2 separate regions of the Hordeum vulgare genome follow, and region 1 is linked to region 2. Evidence: chromatin contacts called from public Hi-C data. All regions are on one chromosome and are shown on one strand. Each heading gives the region's core, a stretch centred on a gene start, on an enhancer-like site or on the middle of the called end of the contact. The rest is flanking DNA. Distances are from core to core; before and after follow the strand shown.

Region 1 (4,303 bases), core at 871-3,370, 440 kb after region 2:
CGCCCAAGAAAATGGTCTTGCAACAATAAGTCAGCAGCTATCATATCCAAAATGATAAGCAATGCACCGGCAGAGGACAGCAAGGCGATCAAAACAATGGTCATCCTAATTCTTGCTGAGATTTGGAAGGAGAGAAACGAATGCACCTTCAGAAACAAGAAGGGGCAAGCCCAAGACATAAAGGAGGAAATCAACAGAACACTTAGGCTGTGGCGCGACGCAGGCGCAGTCCAATTGGAGCACCCCTTTGGGGAACCACCATGAGAGATTCCTAGCTACCCCATCCCACTTTTTTTGTTGTTCTTCCTCTTACATCCTTGATCCATTGATCACCCCCACCCTTTGATGTATTTCTTCTCCATGTGCTTCCTGCTATTTTAATTCAAGCCGGCCATCGCCGGATCTTTAAAAAAAATGCTCTCACACTCGGACCCATCCGTGGAGTCCTCGTAAAGGCAAACGAAGAGATCGAGGGCAGACTCATCGGGCTCGAGGGTAAACACCTGCCGAGCCGCGACCTGGAGGGCCATCGCATGCTTGACCTAGCGCTGGGGCTGCAAGCGCCCACAACACTTGCAACGATGGCCAGCGGGTAGGAGGGGAGCCAACCGATACGGAACCGAGGGCTGATGAAGAAGGACTTCGTAGGACGATGCACGGAAATGCGCCGTGTCGCACACACGCGGCGACTCCACGTCGAGCGCAACTTCGTGAAGCCATGCTGAATTATTGGCGATGAAGCTAAGAGCTCCAAATCGGATCTCACCGCCAAGGATCAAGGTGATGACGAAAATTCCACATGCATCGGATATTTGCTAGACGTGCAACCCCACGATGGGCGCCAATCGTCGAGGCAATGAACCTGATAATGAGTACTAGGGGTACAAACAAGGGGCGGAGCCTTGCTACGACACAAGTGTATCACTCGGTTTTAGTTTGTTCAGACCCCTCTCAAAGAGGTAATAGCCGTACGTCTCGTGCTTGGAAGCTTGTGTTTTCTCTTAGAGTATGTTATTACAATGGATGTTGAACCCTTGACAAGGAGTAAGGGAAGACTTATATAGAGTGAACTGTTCCCAGTGAGCCGTTACAAAAGAAATGAAGGAGTATAAAAACAATTGTTACTGGTAGCAGTATCTACAACTACACTTGAAGCTCAACATTAAGTCTCTCGAACGCTGCATCTCCCACATCGTCTCTTCACCTTCCACGTCCGAGTGCGGTGAACGAGGCCGATTGGTGGTTCCACATCCGAATGAAGGAATCATGTCTAAGTGAATAGACCGTATCCGAGTGGACATCTGAGAGTGGATGTTCGGATGCGCCTATGGTCCGGAGGCCTCTCAATGACGGTTTGGGGTCGTAGACGGACCCTAGATGTCAGGTCCATGACCCTACCTTTAGTATGACCCTATCTTTAGTATGTGACCCCATCACCTACCGTCGGGGTCATCACCTACCGTCGGGGTCGATGGCGGTAGGAATGCATGTCTTACCATGAAAAAAAAATAGTATCAAACCTAGTGTATGTATGCACCTACCGTCAGACAGTTGAACGATAACGTTGCACATGTTATCGTTAATTTATTTGATGGTAGAAATGTACTGCGCTGACATGAACAAGTTTTCTATCGTCAAGATTCTTTACTGTAGGGAGTTATACCCTATTGTTATATACCGAAATGTTTATAAACCGGGTCAGGCCCGGCTAAAAAGATCAAAACCCCAAATTTACCACCGCGGTGGCTTGCTACCTTCCTCCTCGGCCGCGTCAGTCGGCACGGGACCCCAAGAGAATAATCGTCCAACCTGCGTCACCGGGAAAAGATCCTTCCCCTGCTGCGCCCGCCACTCGGCGTCCCCGTCGCCGCGGGCTGCCTCGCTGCGAACGCGAAGGCAGAGCAGCGGAGTCGATAGTCGCGCGGCACGACACCGAAGGAAGAGGATTCCTCTGGACCCCGTCCTCCTGTCCCGGGGGCCTTTCTCTAGATTTCCACCTTTCGCCTTTTGGATCCTTCGCACGCACAAGCACCGGTCATAATAAGCAGCTCGTATTTTACCCGGCCATTTGGGTGGCGTGACCACGACACGACTGGTTAGCATGCATGCATGTAAACAACCGCAAGTTGGCTGTGGGCGTAGGGCGATTAGGACAAGCCACTACTACGGTGCGTGCGTGTGTGTGTGTGTATGATTCGTTCCGTGCAGGCTTCGGCTTTCCTAGCTCTCACCTCCCCCAAGCAAGCAAGCAACCGCCTTATCCGGCTTTGACCAAGCCGTTCGCCGCCGGGTGAGTTCGTCCGCCCATCAAGATGGGGCCGGAGCCTCCTCTCCTGCCAATTCCGTCATCGTCGTCGTCCCCTTCCTAGCCAGCACGCGGCCACAAAGCTTTACCTAGTAGGCAGCGGTCCATACGGGTGGACGAATCCATGCGGTTTTCAACGGTTTGTTTAGCCCCCGGTCTCCCACCTCCGCCTCTGCTTCCATCGTCTCCCGCCGCCACCAACCGTGTCTGATTGGTCGTTGGTCGCATAATTCGCCAGTATATATGTAGCGAATCATTGTGTCTGAATTCCCGCAAGGGACAGCGAGGTAGCAGTTCGGGTTTCAGCTCGAGCTCGAGCTCGTCCCGTGGTGATGGAGAAGGGGGTCAGAGGGATGTCCTGCCGGGCCGCGGTCTGCGGCATCGTCGTCCTGCTCTGTGCCACCGCCTTCTCATGCTCCCTCGCCGCCGAGTTCCACAGAGTCAAGGTCAGCCTCCTGCTCCTGCTCTCTTTGTTGCGCTCGTCGTGTTGCAATTGGCGAGATCGGATCTGATTCGGTTGCTCGATCAGGAGAAGGACTTGAAGCTCGACGGCAGCCTCTGCTCCTTGCCCAAGAGCTCCGCCTTCGAATTGGGCGTCGCGGCCATCGCCTTCCTCTCCGTCGCGCAGCTCGTCGGCACCACCGCGGCGGCGACCTCCATGTGCGCCTCCAGCTCCAAGCCCAACAAGTCAGTCGCCGGCGGAGGCCGCGTCGCGCCCGTCGCACTCCTGGCCCTCTCATGGTACGCGCACTTATACGGTATAACATGACCATGGTGGCGACATAAATACGCGCGAAAGCACCACGCTAGAATTATGTGTGGCCGAGGCCGAACAAATTCGCTGACGAGAGGGTGGCGTGCGTGCGTGCGTGCAGGGTGTGCTTCGCGCTGGCCGTGATCCTGCTGGCGACCGCGGCGAGCATGAACAGCGGGCAGCGGTACGGCCGGGGGTGGATGGACGGCGACTGCTACGTCGCCAGGAACGGCGTGTTCGGCGGCGCCGCCGCGCTGGTCGTCGTCACGGCGCTCCTCATCCTCGGCCTCACCTTCGCCACCAAATCCGCGGCGGCAGGCTCGAGCACGACGTCGTGCGCCAGAGGAGACGCCGCCTGCACAACTACCATCCGTGTCGACGCGGCAACAGGCGCGGGCGCGGAACGGCCGGGCGGGCGATCCAAGCAATGATCGACCGGACACGAGGGTGGGGCGGGCCAACCGGTGAAGGGATCGTTGGCACGCTTCGCTGTTCGTCCCGGAAAGGCCAAGCCGAGTGGAGCCATCTTCTTCTTCTCTTTTCTGCTCTCGGGTGGGGCATCTTGGTAGGCTGGCAAAGCAGAGAAAGGCGATCTCGGGAGTACTACCGGTGGATAGGATGGGAGGGACACAGAGTCACAGACACAGTACATAGAATTACTGACACATTTACTGACATGGCCGTGCAAATTGTAAATGACATTACGGAGCTGGTAACAAGGAAAGATCCTCAAGGATCGTACAGAAAATAGCAGAAATTACACGGGTTTGTGTTCTGCTGCCATTTTGAACACCAACAACAACTCTAAACCCAAACCAACGCGTTCTTTGTCTGTTTGAATTGGCTTGTCCGTCTCTTTTTGCAATTTGATTGATAGCGCGTTCAATGCGATAGTCGGGTTCCGTGCTTCGAAGATCCAAAAAGTTTTGAGCTGTGGGTGCGCAAGCTCCACGACCTTACTCTACAACGCTGCCTCACAGCGACGCTCCGGCGTGATCGAGCTAGGGAAGAGGGACGGTGTGTTCGAAATCTATCCTAGAGCTAATAATAAATTAGTTATTACTATATTTTTTATTCATGATAATCGTTTATTATCCATGCTATAATTGTATTGATTGGAAACACAAATACATGTGTGGATACATAGACAAAACACTTTTTCTAGTAAGCATCTAGTTGACTAGCTCGTTGATCAAAGATGGTTAAGATTTCCTAACCATAGACAAATGTTGTCACTTGATAAC
Region 2 (4,008 bases), core at 75-2,574:
GCATTGCACTATTCGTTGGATGGTATAGGCAGGTTTGCATTGTCCAATGATCCATTTTTTTTTTTAAGATATCAACTAGGATCCTGACACACTTTTAGTTGTGCGCTTGCGTAATATCTCCGAATCATTTATACTTGGAATCTCTTTTACAGTAATGATGGATTGGAATAGCAAGTCAAGCAACACGAAGCATGTATTGTATATGAAATTAAACACTGTGAATGATCTTTGCAGACAAAATAGGTGTGATTAATGACTGGTAATGCTAATAACAGTCAGAAATGAAGTTTGCCTCTGATTAATCAAAATACAATTTGAGCGGACCACACTGCTCCAGCTGGTCAAACTATAGTTGCCTGAACCGTGCGTCCAAGCAGCAGGAACGGTTCTGATTCGAGTAGTTCAAGTCACCGAAGTTTAAGATGTATTGATTTCTTAAGCTGTAACGGTTTCGTACCAGCGTTTCATCCTAATTAATTTCCAGCTACGACGACCACTGTGAATCGCTAAATCCAATTGACAATTCAAATTCAGCACGGTGAGCACGAGAATAGCTCCAAAAGGGACAGCAAGCAAGCAAGCATCTTTTGTTAGCCCCGTGGGAGGGGAAGGTGTAGGAAACGTACAGGCCTCTTCCTGACGGCGCGTAGATTGCTTGAACGGGCGGCAACCCCATTGCCCCGGGCGTACGGCGCCTCCGCCCGGTCGCCCACCACCGCAGCAGCGTAGGACCGGAACACCGTGAACTTGGACGGCGCCCACGGCGGCCCCGCCGCCTTCCTCTCCCTCCCAGTCCCCTCCATTCGCCTCAAGCAACCACCTCCCAACAGCGCCCGCGGAGATCAAGTGCCCAACAACAACAGCAACAGAAAGAAGTCAGCCCAATCCGCACCAGCCCAGGCTCCTGTTGGGATCACGGCAACGCACTCCGAAGCAGAAGCGGCAGCAGCAGCAGACTAAGCGGCCGCCGGCGGAGTAAAGCTGCATCCTATGAAGCGGCCATCGCCCAATGCTACTCCGGCCCGCGCCCCCGCCGATCCGATCTCCCCGGCCCTCCGCCGCCTCCTCTCACCGCTTGGGACTCCCCCTGGCGGGGCCAACAGCTCGGAGCCGGACCGAATTGGGCGGGTAGGGTTTTGGGAAGGGGGCGACGGGATGCTCGTACCCGCCGCACTCGTGGCGGCGGCGGCGGGGAAGTGGAGGCGGTGGAGCAGTGGGGAATTTGGAGCGTGGCGGCGAGTCCCAATCCCCTCCTCCTCCCTCTTTCGTCTCTTTTCTTCCTTTCCTTCCTCGTCTCCGTCACCTCCTCCCCCTCTGTGGGTTTTTTTTCCGCTCGCCTTCTTTCCAGCTAATATTTATACGCGACTGGATTTTAATTACTGCGGTTAAGAAGTGGAGTTGTAACGCGTCCCCAGGGGCAACGGCCTGCCTGCAATTATCAACGTCGCCGCTCTAAGCACCGCTGTCATCGCGTGCTAGGCGGCGCAACTTCGCCATGCTGGTGCGATCGTGGCCGTCCGATCTGCCCATCGTGCGGCTCTAAACGGCCGGGAAATAATATATGTTCTATTTATTTTCCGCCGAAAGGGGTGCACAAAAAGATATTTGTATATATCTCGTATGACTCGGTGTCTGTGGGCTGCCGCTCACGCACACAAGTAACTGGCGAGCAATGAATGGCGAAAGATCGGGAAACGCGTATGTTGGACCGGCGCATTTTCTAAAGATGTGTAATGATCGAGCCATCACGATAAATGGATAGACGAGAAGTAATTTCCGGATACGTTTTTTCAAGATGGATGGATAAGCGAAGAGGGATTTCCGGATGCTTACAAGACCTGTAATGGCTGAATCTTCGAGATTGATGGATAGACGAGAATTAATTACCGGATGGGTTACAAGATGTGTAATGATTGAGTCATTAAGATAGATGGATAAGTAAGAAGTAATTTTGGGATGTGTTACAAGATGTATAATGGTCGATTTTCAAGATACATGGATAGATGAGAAGGGATTTTCGGATGCGTTACAAGATGTGTAATGACCGATTCTTTAAGATAGTTGGATAGATGAGAAGGAATTTCCACGCCTATTACAACATATGTAATGGTTGTATCTTCAAGATAGATGGTTAGAGGAGAAGTAATTTCCGAAAGTGTTACTGAAAGTTTAATGGTCAATTCTTCCAGATAGATGGATAGACAAAAAAGGATATGTTGCAGTACATGTAATGTTGGAGTCTTCATGATGAATAGATAGATGGAAAGTGACCACCTTCATTAGTGACTAAGATTTGAATCACACTCACGTCATCCACGGTGACGCCTATAGTTGAGTTCCCCTTGCCACCTGCATCATAAACAGGTAAGTGACGAGTTGGCGTCCGAAATTAGAAGATTGCCAGGTTATACTAAAACGTTGCAAGATATATGATATCGAGTGATATTATCAAAAATCCCATGTACATCGATGACTATGCTTCATGATATGTATCTACGTCATCACATCTGATCTAGAGTTGAACTTTGCAACATCGTTCATGATAAAGAAAAGGTCAACAACGTGAAGATGCAAGAGATATAAGGATCAACGGCTTGACCGAAAGCATACAAAGATATGGTTGCATCCCTAAGATCGTGCTAGGGAGGGTCTAGGCCCAATCATAGGAGGTCGGTGGCCCTGGTGTAATCACTCAAAGACGCTCACACATATGCATTATTTGGGCCATACTAGAGAACTATGGACAGTTCAACACCCCTAGGCCCAACTTAGCTCCATTCTTTGTGTGCTTCTAGGATCGCCGCTAGGTCGAGCTACACAACAAGGATGACAAGTACTCTTCTTGAATCGGTAATATATATTGCGAGACAAAAGGAATGGTGCGACAACACATTCACTGGTGCAACAACGTGCTATATAAACGATTTTTAATCTCTTTTCACGACATGGTTTTAAACCGATGCCTAGCGTGTGTGGGTGATAAGGGGGTCCATCTCACACGACACGGAAAACCCGTCGGCGATTATAACTAATGAACGCAAATGTTTGGCAAACCTAAGCGTATGGGATGTCCGCATCTATCGCAAACGAGAGTTACCGGTCAACCGTTTGAGATATGGCATACTTCTCATACGGCCCATCCTTATAACTCGTGTGAGAGCACACTAACACCGCACACACTATTTTGTGGCGCACCGTTTACTATGTGTGCCTGTAACGCCCAAGATGCGACCCTATCCGCAATTTGGCACGAGGGCCTCGTCAGGGATAGAAGCGCATCTCGTCATTTCACAAGAATGGATATCGTTACAAATACATGTACTGAAAAGATGAGATATATGGAATTGGCTTACACTCGCCACAAGCTACATCAGAATCACATCAGTACAATACATAAACATCATGAAGAAGAGCAGGGTCCGACTACGGATGAAAACAAACGAGAAAAGAAGAACGACGTCCATCCTTGCTATCCCAGGCTGCCGGCCTAGAACCCATCCTAGATCGATGAAGAAGAAGAAGAAGAAGAAGCAACTCCAAATGAAAAATCAACGCGCTCGCGTCAAGTAACCTTTACCTGTACCTGCAACTAATGGTGTAGTAATCTGTGAGCCACACGGGACTCAGCAATGTCATTTCCAAAGGTATCAAGACTAGCAAAGCTTAATATGTGGGGCAAGGTTAAGTGGTGAGGCTGCAGCAAGCGAATAAGCATTTGTTTGAGGTGGCTAACTTACGAGTACAAGAATAAAGAGGGGGATGATCTACGCATAGCGGACGTGAACTACTGATGATCAAACGAATGATCCAGAACACCTACTTACATTAGACATAACCCCACCGTGTCCTCGATCGGAGAAGGAACTCACGAAAGAGACAGTCACGGTTACGCACTCAGTTGGCATATTTTAATTAAGTTAACTTCAAGTTATCTAGAACCAGTGTTAAACAAAGTTTCCACGTTGCCACATAACCGTGGGCACCGCTTTCCGAAAAGATTTAACCCTG

Evidence for each region. Hi-C and Micro-C count contacts between places; a contact is called where the count stands out from the background.
Region 1: a Hi-C map of seedling shows a contact between it and region 2, with 4 times the contacts expected there. The contact joins the promoter of LOC123401982 here to the promoter of LOC123406225 in region 2. A contact is called at or near these places in 1 of 6 Hi-C or Micro-C datasets (seedling) and 1 of 1 datasets of contacts at active chromatin or transcription factors (embryo).

What each region holds. Positions count from the first base shown.
Region 1 is chr6H:462,131,821-462,136,123 of MorexV3_pseudomolecules_assembly, forward strand. LOC123401982 (protein MODIFYING WALL LIGNIN-1) reads left to right here and starts at 2,121. Exons shown (of 3, transcript XM_045095846.1): 1 at 2,121-2,751; 2 at 2,835-3,046; 3 at 3,181-3,816. The coding sequence starts at 2,638. The coding sequence ends at 3,490.
Region 2 is chr6H:461,694,478-461,698,485 of MorexV3_pseudomolecules_assembly, forward strand. LOC123406225 (dual specificity protein kinase YAK1 homolog) reads right to left here and starts at 1,325. Exons shown (of 18, transcript XM_045099712.1): 1 at 627-1,325. The coding sequence starts at 803.